Regions from separate parts of the Capsicum annuum genome. Here region 2 is linked to region 1. A link is a contact called in public Hi-C data. All regions are on one chromosome and are shown on one strand. The core of a region is the stretch at or near the end of the contact, and the rest is flanking DNA. Distances in the headings are between cores, read along the strand shown. Region 1 has its middle 8.1 kb from the start of LOC107855012. Region 2 has its middle 13 kb from the start of LOC107855040.

What was found. Hi-C and Micro-C count contacts between places; a contact is called where the count stands out from the background.
Region 2: a contact with region 1 is called in a Hi-C map of leaf, with 2.3 times the contacts expected there. The contact joins two enhancer-like sites. A contact is called at or near these places in 3 of 5 Hi-C or Micro-C datasets (bud, leaf and placenta).

Annotation. Positions count from the first base shown.
Region 1 is chr7:203,924,545-203,930,794 of UCD10Xv1.1, forward strand. No RefSeq gene overlaps it. Among protein-coding and RNA genes, the nearest start is that of LOC107855012, 8.1 kb to the left of the region's middle. Within about 2 kb of position 3,082, at least 5 of the 5 cell types and tissues checked have an H3K27ac peak or open chromatin away from gene starts, as enhancers often do. A contact at or near this core is called in bud and leaf, where this site is marked.
Region 2 is chr7:203,989,268-203,995,517 of UCD10Xv1.1, forward strand. No RefSeq gene overlaps it. Among protein-coding and RNA genes, the nearest start is that of LOC107855040, 13 kb to the right of the region's middle. Within about 2 kb of position 2,969, at least 5 of the 5 cell types and tissues checked have an H3K27ac peak or open chromatin away from gene starts, as enhancers often do. A contact at or near this core is called in bud and leaf, where this site is marked.

The sequences.
Region 1 (6,250 bases), core at 1,832-4,331:
TACATTTGTTAGTTTATATTATACATTATAAAATTTGATATTTCACATTAGTTATTTTGACATATCTTTTTAAGTTATAAGGTTATATTATACGTTAAGAAAGTTTCTATTATATATAAGGTTACTTTATTCATTTGCCAGGATTGTATTATAATATGTATAAGTAGAACTATTCTATGTATAAGATAACATTATACATCTGACAAGTTTATATTATGACTTGTATAAGATGTACACATACATGTGAAAGTTTTGTATTAGGATTATATTATGACAAGATTATATTATGACTTTGTATAAGGTGTACACATACATGTGAAACTGTTGTATCAGGTTGTCTTTTATTTGTTTTGTCAATCTGCTGCTATGTTTATCCTTTTTTGTGTTTCTTATATTTTTGTACTTTAATTCAGTTTTTTTTCGACCTTCATCAATATTTAAGTCCGTAGCAATCATTGATATCAATTTCAAGAATGTTATACTTGTTCATAATGAATTTCAGACTGCCAAGAATACGAATGCCTCAACCATATGGCGATGTTCATATTGATGTTGGCAGATGGAAGAAAATAGATGTTTACGAAGTTTTTGAATTTGTATTCCAAATCGCACAATCTAAGAACAAAAAACGTAATTGCAAGAAAAATAATTGTGGCGATGTTTTAGGAAATTTATGAATTTGTATTGCAGTTCCTATTTTCAAGCCTCCATAAAATCAACACATTAATTACTGAAGTTAATTGTGGGAGAGAATAATGGTATTTGATTTTATTTTCATAATTGTAGGCAAAACAGTTTATCTTATACATTGTAGTAATATAATGTATATGTATTTTTCTAAAGCTTGGAGAGAGAAAGTACATCCGGGATCCTATGTAATTACTTTCATTAAGGATGAGATTTATGTTGTTTATACTTAGTATATAGGAAAAATTTCACAAAACCACAACTTAAGATATCTAAATTACTAAAAATTCCTTCACTTTGTAAAAATTTTAAATATCCCTTATTTATCTTCTCTCTTAAAATTTTTAGATACATAACTTCTATCCTAAAAATTATAATGTATTTATTGCCCCCTAAAAATTTGTCTTCATTAAAGTATTTTTCAGTTAACTGATACCAAGAAATTAGGTACTTATTCTGGTAGTTACACACTCATGTACGCAATGCTTTCAATGTACAAATATTAATCATTTAGTGAAAATGAATATACACACGACATTATTTAGGGTTTTAACTATGAATCTCACTTCTCTCTCCCTCACTCACTTGTAAGTCATTTGATTTTTCTTCCTGGAGGCTGGTTTTTCTTCTTAGTTTTTCTTGGTGTGATTTTCCTTCTTCAAATATTTGCAAAGTTTCTGATTCTTCTTGATTGCAGAGAAAATTGTAAAGTTTTTTCCTTGTTTATACGGACAATCATCAGTATCATTGGTGCCCGATGTTCTGGAGATGTTCGAATGAATTAGATCTTGAAAATTGAAGTTGTGTTATCTGGAGGCCAAGTTCCTAGAGGGCATAATGTTATTTCTATAATTTTTGGTTAGATCATCATTGAGAAATTTACGCCAATTTAATTATTGAAAATATGTCAAATCTATAAGTCAGATACATAATAGTCTTATGTATCTCTCTTAAATTCTATCTATAGTAATGTATTTCGATGCAAAAATTCTATAGTATAATGTATCTACGTACTTTTTATTCTATTGATAGATTTGTGTCTCAAGTTATGTATCAATTCTTCACTAATAAATAATCAATCAACAATCTCACTTATATATTGTAATATATCTCATTGTAGTGTATGAAGTGTGTTGTCCAAGATATATGTATCTCAGTTGAACTATTCTAGTTGAATATTTCAAGTGTCCTGTTAAGAAGTATTAAAAGTATAGTACATGTTGATTATCTATAAAAAGTATTTCAGTTGAAGTGTTGTACAAGAATATAATTATATCTATCACATATAAGTTGATTGTAAATATACACATGTGTCAAACACATATTTCAATACATTAGATACGTTTTGTCGTCTTGTACCTCTGTGCACATTGCACATATACTACATATATCTATTGTTTGATTACTCAGTGTAATATGTATAAGAGCCATACATATTAGTTTGAATGTAAGAGATACATATAAGATTATTATAATGTATTGTGTATCTCTTGTTATATGATTGTTAAATGTCAAGTCCAAAGATTTCTAATATATCTTTCACAACATCAGATACGTTTTGTCATCTTGTATCTACATGTACATTACAAATCTAATTTATCTATCTCGTGTTAGGTAACTTCAAGTAACATGTATAAGAGGCATGCATATTAGTACAATAAGAGATACATATAAGAATGTTATAATGTAGTATGTTTCTCTTACAGACTTTAAAAAATGTACCTCTTGTTATAGATACATGTGTTGACACCTAATTTTTGTCCTCCATAACTAAATTTAATTTCGAGTTTCTTCGATTTTAAATAAATTACAACATTTATTTGTTTAGATAAAAATCTTTCCAAAATATTATTTGGGTAATTTCGACATTTTAAATGGCGATTATATATTATCGTATTCAATTATACGAAATATATATATAATTTTGTCACTTAAATATTTATTCTATGGAATATCAGATTTTAATTAAAGATTACCTTAAAAATAAATATAATAATTAAAATCTTGATTTAAATATAATTTATTATCAAAAATAATTTATTTGGGTAGACATTTATTTTATTTTATCGAATCAAGAAGCCCGGGGTTAAATGAGGTATTAGTTCATTTCAAATTTTTTATTTCATTTAGCCAATCTATTAGATTTGACCATAATTGAAATCAAATTGATCATAATTACGATGCAATTGGTCAATTGATTTTCAATATGGCCAAAACTTAAACGAATTGGCCAAATCCCCAAAATTGACCAAATCTACCCATTATTAATCGAAAAAAAAAATAGCCCATTTCAACAAGCATCCCACTAGCCCCAATTACTATTAACCCAACAACAACAGCCCACACAGACGGCCCAAATTGCATATCAGCTACCCCAACCCAAAGCAATTTCGTCCCAACTTCAGCCCAATACTACAACGACCCAGCCCAATTTACCTTTCATTCCTTAATCAGCAACAATAGAACAACGACAACAATACACCAGCTTCCAAAACGACTTCAACAACATCGAACATCAGCAACTATACGACCAACGGTGAACGACAACAACGATGAACGGGTCAGCCCGCGCCGACCCGACAAACCTTGCAACACTCTAAACCAGCTGACCTGAACTCAATCGCGATGTCAACCTGGTAACCCAACCTGTATCCGCCATGGCTTCAACAAAAATTCTAGAAGCTGGAAAACTCAGCCACTAATGTTCAAAATTTCAATCCGTACTGAATGGTACGATTTCCAACTCAACAAAACCCTATCCTCAATTTCAAAATTTGAATTTTTCCTACAAAAATGTCGAGATTACCCTTCAATTTTTCTAATCCCACATCGGTGGGAGCTCAAAAGGGAGCCCTATTTCTTTCTATAAAAAGGAGATTGTAGAGTAAATAAAAAAAGGAGGAGGAGGCTCTCAGAAGGTAAAAGAAAAACTGGGAGCAAAACCACAGTCTATTTTTAAAGTCAAAATAATTGTTCGGTGAAGTTCGTCGGCTAATCGAAGTTCCGGAGTTGACGCCGACGACACCTTCCGGTGGTGGTTGATCCCGAATGGAGCTCATGGTCCTATTTTGCTGCTCCGAAATAGGTAATGTTGCATCCTTTAGTTTCCATTTTCCTTGTTCTTTTAGTCATTTTATAGTCTTAGTAGCTATTTTTGGGATAGCTTTTGTGTGCTGGGACTGATTACTGTAGAAGCCTTGGCGGCTGTAGGATTACTTGCTGAAGCACCGTACTCTTGAATCGTTGCATTTCTCTGTTTCTTGCATTATCTTGAGTTAAAGGCTCCCGTTGTGAGATGTTAGATCATCGTCTGACCTTAATGTGTTGGACGAAAGTCGAAATGTGTAATTTTTCCTTTTAATTTGGTTAGAGTTTTGAGTTGGTTGGTTTAAATTTCATGATTTTGTTGTAACATTAAATTTCCTTCATTCCCAGCATGCTATTTTCATCTTCCAAGTACTACGATTTGACTTGCCGTCTCGATGTTCGAATATCTTAGTTTATTTGCATCTTTTTTTTGTATAGTTTTGTTTTGATTCGCTCCGACCCTCCTAAATTTTGTTCTTAGTCTATGGTCAGTGATAATGGTTTTTGGACAGATTCAGACTACCTTCTGTCTGTTTTGACCCTTGAGGCTAACGGGCATAATGGGTGCATGTCTGTAGTGAGCGCAGAATCATTCTCATAACTGGTTTAGCCTTTGTTAATCAATGTTTACTCAATGTTTACTCCACTCGTTTAACTATCACTTCTGTTTTCTCCATCACTTACTTGAATTTTTAAGCTTAGGAAACTGTCCTTCTTTTAGTAGGATCACTCCTAAGTTTCCTTGACACATAATGTCAATGGAAACAGGGGAATAATTTCACAAGTAAAAGTCATCTCATTCAAGGATCCCTCCATGGCCTTCTTAACGTGTAAAAGTTGCTTTTGAATGAATTAAGTAGAGGAGGAGGATGAGATATACTTAGTTGCCGGATTTAGATTTCTTTGTAAAGGTCAAATAAATGTTCTTTTCAAGAATTAAAACTCTTTCAGTATTCAAGTTTGATAGTGAGAAATCGTTGTATTGACTAAGGTTGAGTCATGGAATATGAAAGTTTTAATCCTCTAAGAGAAGCAAGTCTGGTTTCACAGAAATTGATCCTCGTTTGATTATGTTGACTGTTGGTTGTTCTCTTGGAGCATTTCTTAGAAGATTGGTCTATCCACTCATTTTAGCATCTGCTTCTCATAAGTCAATGACAATCTAGTCAGGTTTAACAGTGGAGACTAGTCCATATATCGTTGCTTCTATAAGTTGGAGAAGATTCGTTTATCTGCCCAATGTTGTTTATATGATCAGATTATGTTTAAGGTTTTATTTCTCATATTTCAGATTCCATTTGATTCCCTTTTAGTGTTATTCTTTGTTCCCTTTTGGCTTTCGGGGTATCCATGAATACTTCATAGCATGAATATTTTCCCAACTCTTTCGAATATGTTTAATTTTCTCAATATTTTTGCCTGGTTTGCGAGTGCTTTATTTTAGCATGTTGTCTGCACTAATCCTTGAACCTCGGAGGGTTAAGAAGAAGAATCTAGTATGTTTGAGGTCATTAAGGTGTTTGCTTATTTGATTGAATATCTGATATCTCCTCCTTATTTTATCTTTGTTTTCATTGTTGCTTGTTTTTTGGTCCTATTCACTTATCGCAAAACTTGGATGCCTCAAATGGTCATCACTTGCCGTTTTTACTTTTAAAATTGATTTTGAATAAGGCAGTATCTGGGGGTCAGCTTTCGAATGTGTTAATCTGTTTACTTCTTTTTCTATTCATATTTCGGAAATGTTTTGATTTCTTTTCTTTTTTCCTTTGCATGTGAAAATCCACTTTGGGGTCCAAACGGACTCTATTCCCATTGTTGCATTATCAATGTGGGCCATTGAGGCCCATCCCTCATGAGTCGATTTCGAAGGCCCAAAGGAGACAATCTCATGGCATACAAATGTAAAGAGTTGAAAGAAGAAGAATGGGCTAAAATCCTGTCTTTGAAGTGGTGAAGAGACTCGAAAGTCTCATTTTTATTTATATTCATTCATTTATTGTTGTCTCTTTATAATTATTTATTTATTTATTTCTTCTTCATAAGTCATTCATTTGGGCCTCGAAGCTAAAGTTGTAAATTTAATGCAAGTGGAGCAGATTGTGGGCCAACGAGCTTGAAAAATTAGTTTTGGATAAGTTACGGGCTAAAGTCCAACATTTAGATTAGGACAGGTGCAAGTGGGCCAAAAGTTCAATTAGATTAGGACAGGGTTTATTAATTTGGGCTTGATGGCCTAAGTCTTTTATTTTCTCCCTTTTTCCCTTTATGTGCTTATTTGCCTTTCATTTGTTTAGACTTAGTTAAAATTCCTACTAAGTCGTCCAAATTTATTTTGCAGAGTCGTTTCCTAAAATTAATCACTTTTCAACAAATTAATCTTTTTAAAGTTAGTCAAAAGATGTTTTTAAACAGTACGAATAACCGTAAGTTAGCGGACGTTTGAGGTGTCCTAAAACCTTCTTGAAACGTTAAT
Region 2 (6,250 bases), core at 1,719-4,218, 65 kb after region 1:
ACTTACAGTTGGACTACGCAACAGCGTTGGGATGTTTAATGTATATAATGAATTGTATACGACCAGACATAGTCTGTGCTATTAGTAAGTTGAGTCGGTACACGAGTAATCCCAATAAAACTCATTGGATGGCAATAAAAAGAGTCTTAGGGTATCTTAAATACACTCAAGACTATGCTTTGCATTATAATAAATATCTTGCAGTACTTGAAGGATATAGTGATGAAAATTGAATCAACGGATCGAATGAAGTAAAATTCATGAGTGAATATTTATTTACTATAGGTGGAGCAGCAGTCTCTTGGAAATCATTCAAACGGACACATATTGCTCACTCCACAATGGAATCTGAGTTTATCGCATTAGATAAAGCCGGTGAAAAAGCTGAATGGATCTGGAATTTCTTGGAAGATGTTCCTTATTGGCTCAAACCATTGGCACCAGTATGTATACACAATGATAGTCAAGCGGCAATAGGTAGGGCAGGGAGCATGATGTACAATGGTAAATCTCGTCACATAAAATGGAGACATAATACCGTTAGAGAACTTCTCTCTAGTGGAATTATCATTGTTGACTTCGTGAAGTCAAAGAATAGTATGTCGGATCCACTTACAAAAGGCCTCTCTAGAGAGAAAGTTGAGAGAATATCCAAGGAAATGGGTTTACGGCCTAGAATAAGTCAGCATGGCGGTAACTCTACCTAGCAGATTGGAGATCCCAAGAGCTAGGTTCAAGGAGATCAAAAAAAGTTGTGTCTGACAGGTTCAACATTGTAAATATACCCAAACCATTCTTATGATATAAATAATGTTTAGTAAACAAGGATAAGACTCATGGTGTGAAGTCTTTTAATGATTATCTAAATTTGGCAGATTTGACCAAATAGTTTAATCTATAGGATTGAATGTTTAGAAATTACCTATGTGTGGGTGAAGTTGAAGCCGCTTCAAGGAGAATGTTGTAAAGGTCTATTCTCTAAGCTCTTGTGAAACCAGGATATGTTCATGGCTGAGACGATCAAAATTGTGAGAACGATAAATGGTAAAAGGCTGGTTGTGTGACATGTGTTGTCTAGGTGTACATTAAATCTCGACGATTCAAAGATATCAAATCTACCGATTGACCGAGTGCATCCGATACATGTTCACTACGGAAAGTTCAAAGGAAAACCAACTTATCCAGATGCAATCAGTTTTGGCTTTTTGATCACATACTTGTCCGTAAAGTTTTATAAAGAGTAGTCATTCCCCATTCATGTAGGGGTTATTGGATTCACTTGGTGTGAATAGAAAATGGAGGGGTACAACCCTTGATGAAAAGACACACTATTTGGAAAAAGGGGTGACTGTTCGGTCGGATGTGACAGTTCATAAAAGACATGTTTCAGAATGGACAAACATGACTGTTCAAAAACGATACACCCTTCCATGAACCATTGCTTCCTTTCCAAAGGGGCATTTGATGGCTATAAATATCTGAACTTTTTTTCTCGGGTAGGATGAAAAAAATTTCTACATTAAAAAACACTCTTCTACTTCTAAAAAAACTCCTTGTGATCATCTGTGTTTGAGTGTGTTCGAAGAATCAGAAGGTTTGAGGTACCGCTACATTCTAATTGTGAGCCATTTTATCTTGGGAGGAAAAATTCCACAACCTCGAGTACTTGAGGAAAATTAATTCCTTAAGTACACTCCGTGAATTCGGAGGATTTAGTTCTATTTCTTCTTCATCTTATTTCTTTAAATAACATACTTTTTTGATAGTTCTCGAAGAACTTTTGTTGAAGGTGTTAAAAACTTCAAAGGCATTCATGATATAGTCTTGAACTTGTGTTGAAGTGTTTATGAAAATATATAGATTGTTTACCCAAAAATAATAGTCTAGATATACACACTCAAAGTTAAAATTCTTACTTGCCAACTGAGTCCGAGTTTGAGTATCAACTTCTACAATTTCCTACAGAAACAAAAACCGGGTGATTTCTTCCTATATATTCTAGATTTAGTGGACATAGTTTCCTAATATCTTTCTCTTGAGGTCTCTCAAGCTTTCTTCAACTTGGGCAGTGTCCAAATCGGCTACCTCCTTAACAAATTATGTGAGATACATATGTCCTATATGTCCAGTCGCGTGTTGTTTTTATATCGTATGATTAAATTCATTATCGTATCATAACAAGAACTAAAACGTGTGTATATTTGATTGGCTCCAGAAATTATATCAGTACCACTTAAATTGTAATAGAAAAAAAGTACTATAAATCTCAAGAATTAAAAAATTTAATTATTTTTAAAATATAATTGGCTATTTATTATCTAAATTTTATCTATGTCATATAAATTGAAACTAAAAAATAACATATATTGGGACTGTGCTGGCACGAACCCTCGACATCTAGTTGTCAGTAGAGGGGTTGGTGAAGTTTGAAAAAATAACAAAAAATAAGAGGGGTTGGTGAAGTTTGAAAAAATAACAAAAAATAAGAGGGGTTGGTAAAAGGACCAATTCAAATATATCAATTTCTTAATGTGGCACCATAACATTTTTATTTTTTTATTTTCTCGAATTTTTGTGATACCTAGTATATTTCCACAAAATGGGGTCTGAGGTAGAGTGTATGCAATATGTATCATTACGTCATAGGTGAGGTAGAGAGGTTATTTTCAATAAATCACCGGCTCAAGACAAAACAATCTAGAAAAAGACATAATGTAAGAACAAGAAACAATAGATAGTAACGAAACAACAGATAGTAACAGAAACAAAACTGTCACGAAATAATAGTACAATTGATCTATCCCAAATAACATACGTCACTGAAATTTTTAAAAAAGGACATCACAAGCAAAGCACTATGACTACTAGCACGAACAACGTGATAAAGCACATCTACCCACTAGCACAGACACATTCCTTTCTACTTCAATGCCCTCTTGATTGAAGGATTTGGGGCTCATTTGATGCCAGCTTGATCTAAATATTAGGGCCTTATTTGATGCCAATTTGATAGAAGGATTTGGGCCTTATTTGCAAGGTACAAGTCCAAATTAGTTTAACTTCTCGAATCAAATGGATAATAACCCATTAAATTCGGCCCAAATTTTATTCTCACTTTATTAACTTTTTCTTCAAAAAACATTAAAAATTTTCAATTGTTTTGACCTTTTCATTTCAAATTACTCACAAAAATACAAAGAACAACTCCAATTTATTCCATAACCAAATACGACTCGTATTTCCAAAAAACATTTTTTCACTTTCCAAAAAAAGCACTATTTTTTTCCTTCTTTTTTCACTATGAAACATAGTCAAACGCTTTCTTAGAATTATCACATAAGGATAAACAACATACATTCCGATAGTTTATAGCTTAGTTATAAAAAATCTCAACATTTTATATAATCACTGAAAATCTCGATTTCAGGTCTGTCGAGAAATATAATTAGCTTCTAATACGTCCAACGAAGATACACTTGTTTCCTTTGTCAGGATCATAATTAGCTCCCGATACATCTTTTTTCAAATTTTAGGTTGTCAAAATACATAATACATCCAACGAAGATAAAAAAATTTCTTCTAAAGATACATAATTAGCTTTTGATATATATTTTTTCGATTTTAGATATGTGAAGATACATAATTAGTTAGAGATTTTTGTAATTACCTTGTATGTTTGGCCCAACTTAGGATCCATGACGGCCCAATTTCACTTCCCCGTACTTTACTTCTTCAGCAAGTTGATTCTTCCATCTACAACAAGCTGATTCCCCCAAGTACATACTTCATCTACAAAAAGTTGATCCCACTTCAAACTTTGCTTATCCATTTTGTTCCGATCTGACGATCTCTGCGAATTCTAAGTTGTAGGTTGACCTATTTTTTCTCAAATTTTATTGCTATTAGCTCACATGAACTATCATTGACTTGAATTATATATAATTATTTTTTTTTATTTTTTTTTTTATAGAAAGTGTTTAGGTTTCATATTCTTTGTGATAATCGTAACGTCAGGACTACAAATTATAAGTTTGCCTAATATATGTCAATGTAAGAAAAATTTTACTATTAGATCAAAATTGTAAGTTACCTTAATTTCAGTCAATGTAAAAGAATTATTCCTACTAGATCAAAATTGTAAGTTTTCCTAATTATTGCTACTAGATCAAAATTGAAAGTTTGCCTAATTTCTGTCAACGTAAAAAAATTATTTCTGTTAGATCAAAATTGTAAGCTTGCCTAATTTCTGTCGATGTAAAATAATTATTGCTATTTCCCTAATTTCTGTCAACGTAAAGAAATTATTGTTATTAGATCAAAATTGTAAGTTTGCCTAATCTAAAATTATTTCTGTTAGATCAAAATTGTAAGCTTCCCTAAATTCTGTCAATGTAAAATAATTATTGATATTTCCGTAATTTTTGTCAACGTAAAGAAATTATTGCTACTAGATCAAAATTGTAAGTTTGCCTAATTACTGTCAAATGTAAAATTGTGGTTTAGTTGATCTGGGAGGTTTAAACTTTGAATTGCAAAGATACATATTTTATAAAATAACAGATACATTTTAAGTTTTTTTTGTATATCTAGTTGTGTGGTATTGTAGATTTATATATCTCTTGTTATTTCAGATCTGATAATTTTAGGCTTAGATACATATTTAGACATACGTGATACTTTTTTCAATATCTTGTATCTGTTGTTAGCTGTTTAAGTTTTATATGTATTTCTTGTTTTTAAGTTTTAGTGAAATTAGCATACCAAAGATACATGTTAGTAAGTTTAATTTTCAGGATAGAAGAATCAACTACGACGAATTCTGCACAATGATGAGAAGTGAAGCTATATATCCAGGCAAGCTCTTCTAGTTGCACGAGTCTCCTTCTCGCGGGCAAGTTGCAGAAGAGTTATTCTTGAAAATATGAACTACGAGCTCTTGGGTTGCTCCCATAAGAACCATCAGGCATGCATGTATGCATAAGAAATTATTGCTAGTTGAGATTTTTTATCGTTCTCGACTAGAAAATATGTATATTTTCTCTGTTCAAGACAGTCTTTGCTGAGTGTATCTATTTTGTCTTGTGGCGCGATTTTTCCTCCCTTGTGTAAACTGCATCAGTTTGGGACTTATAAGGTTTTGATTTAGTCCACCCCTAAGTGAATGAAGTATTTTACATGTCGAAGATTTCATTACATTTTATGCTGAATGGGTTATGTGTCCATTTTAGTAAAGATCATTAATCAGCTTCAATTTCCTAATAAACTTGCAAACTCAGGATAAACTATCTGCAACATTTCTATTTTTGTACTCTTTGGTGCTTGCCAACAAAGATAGAACCAGCAACTTTGTCAGGAATGGTGTTTTAGCTTGTTCGTTTCTTAATTGTTGGATAAGTTTGAAAATAATTTTGTTTTAATACATAGTAAAGCTTCCAAAGTTATCATATGGCCCTGTTATAGGCAATTGACAAGGTGAAATCTAGCATGATTTTAAATTTGCAAGCTTTCAAAAAAAAAAATATGAGTCATAAAGCGAACAATATGTGTCATGAGTTTAAACGTATTGGTTACTTTCCGCTAGTCTGGATTGAGTGAAATCTCGCAATATTATCTCAAAAATAGCCACAATTACTGTGATAATCGACACGAGATATTCTTCTAAGTTCGATCAATTCAAGCAAAGTAATTGAGGTCTGTGCTTCACTAGTTCTTTAGTTTCTTCACACAATAGAACATAAATAAAAACATAGGTAGCACTTTTTTCAACTTCTGCTTAGACAGCTGAATTACTTAAGCATTTGAATTCAGTCAAAAAAAAAGAAAAAAGATATACCACATCCTAAATCAATTCACTGTGATTGAATTATTGCTCAACAACAACATCAACATACCTCGTATAATTCCACGAGTGAGCTCCGAAAACGAGTTAAAAGTATAATTTCACAAGTGGGGTTCAGAGAGGATGGATGTTTTTTCAAGATCCACTAATCTCTAGTTAGTTATGTTCATCATGTTTGTAGTAAGAACTATGCAAGGTCAGGAATCAGGATAATGATAAGCACAACAAAATTAGTTCAAGAAAATCAAATTTATTATGATCTGAAATAAGAATACAACCAAAATTCAGAAGAAACTCATGACAAGATCTTATAGGCATTAACCAAAGACCAACCCCATGAAATAATAAATGCAAACAGCTTATATATTACTATGCTTCAATAACTCCAAACCCCAAATAGCCCAAACAACT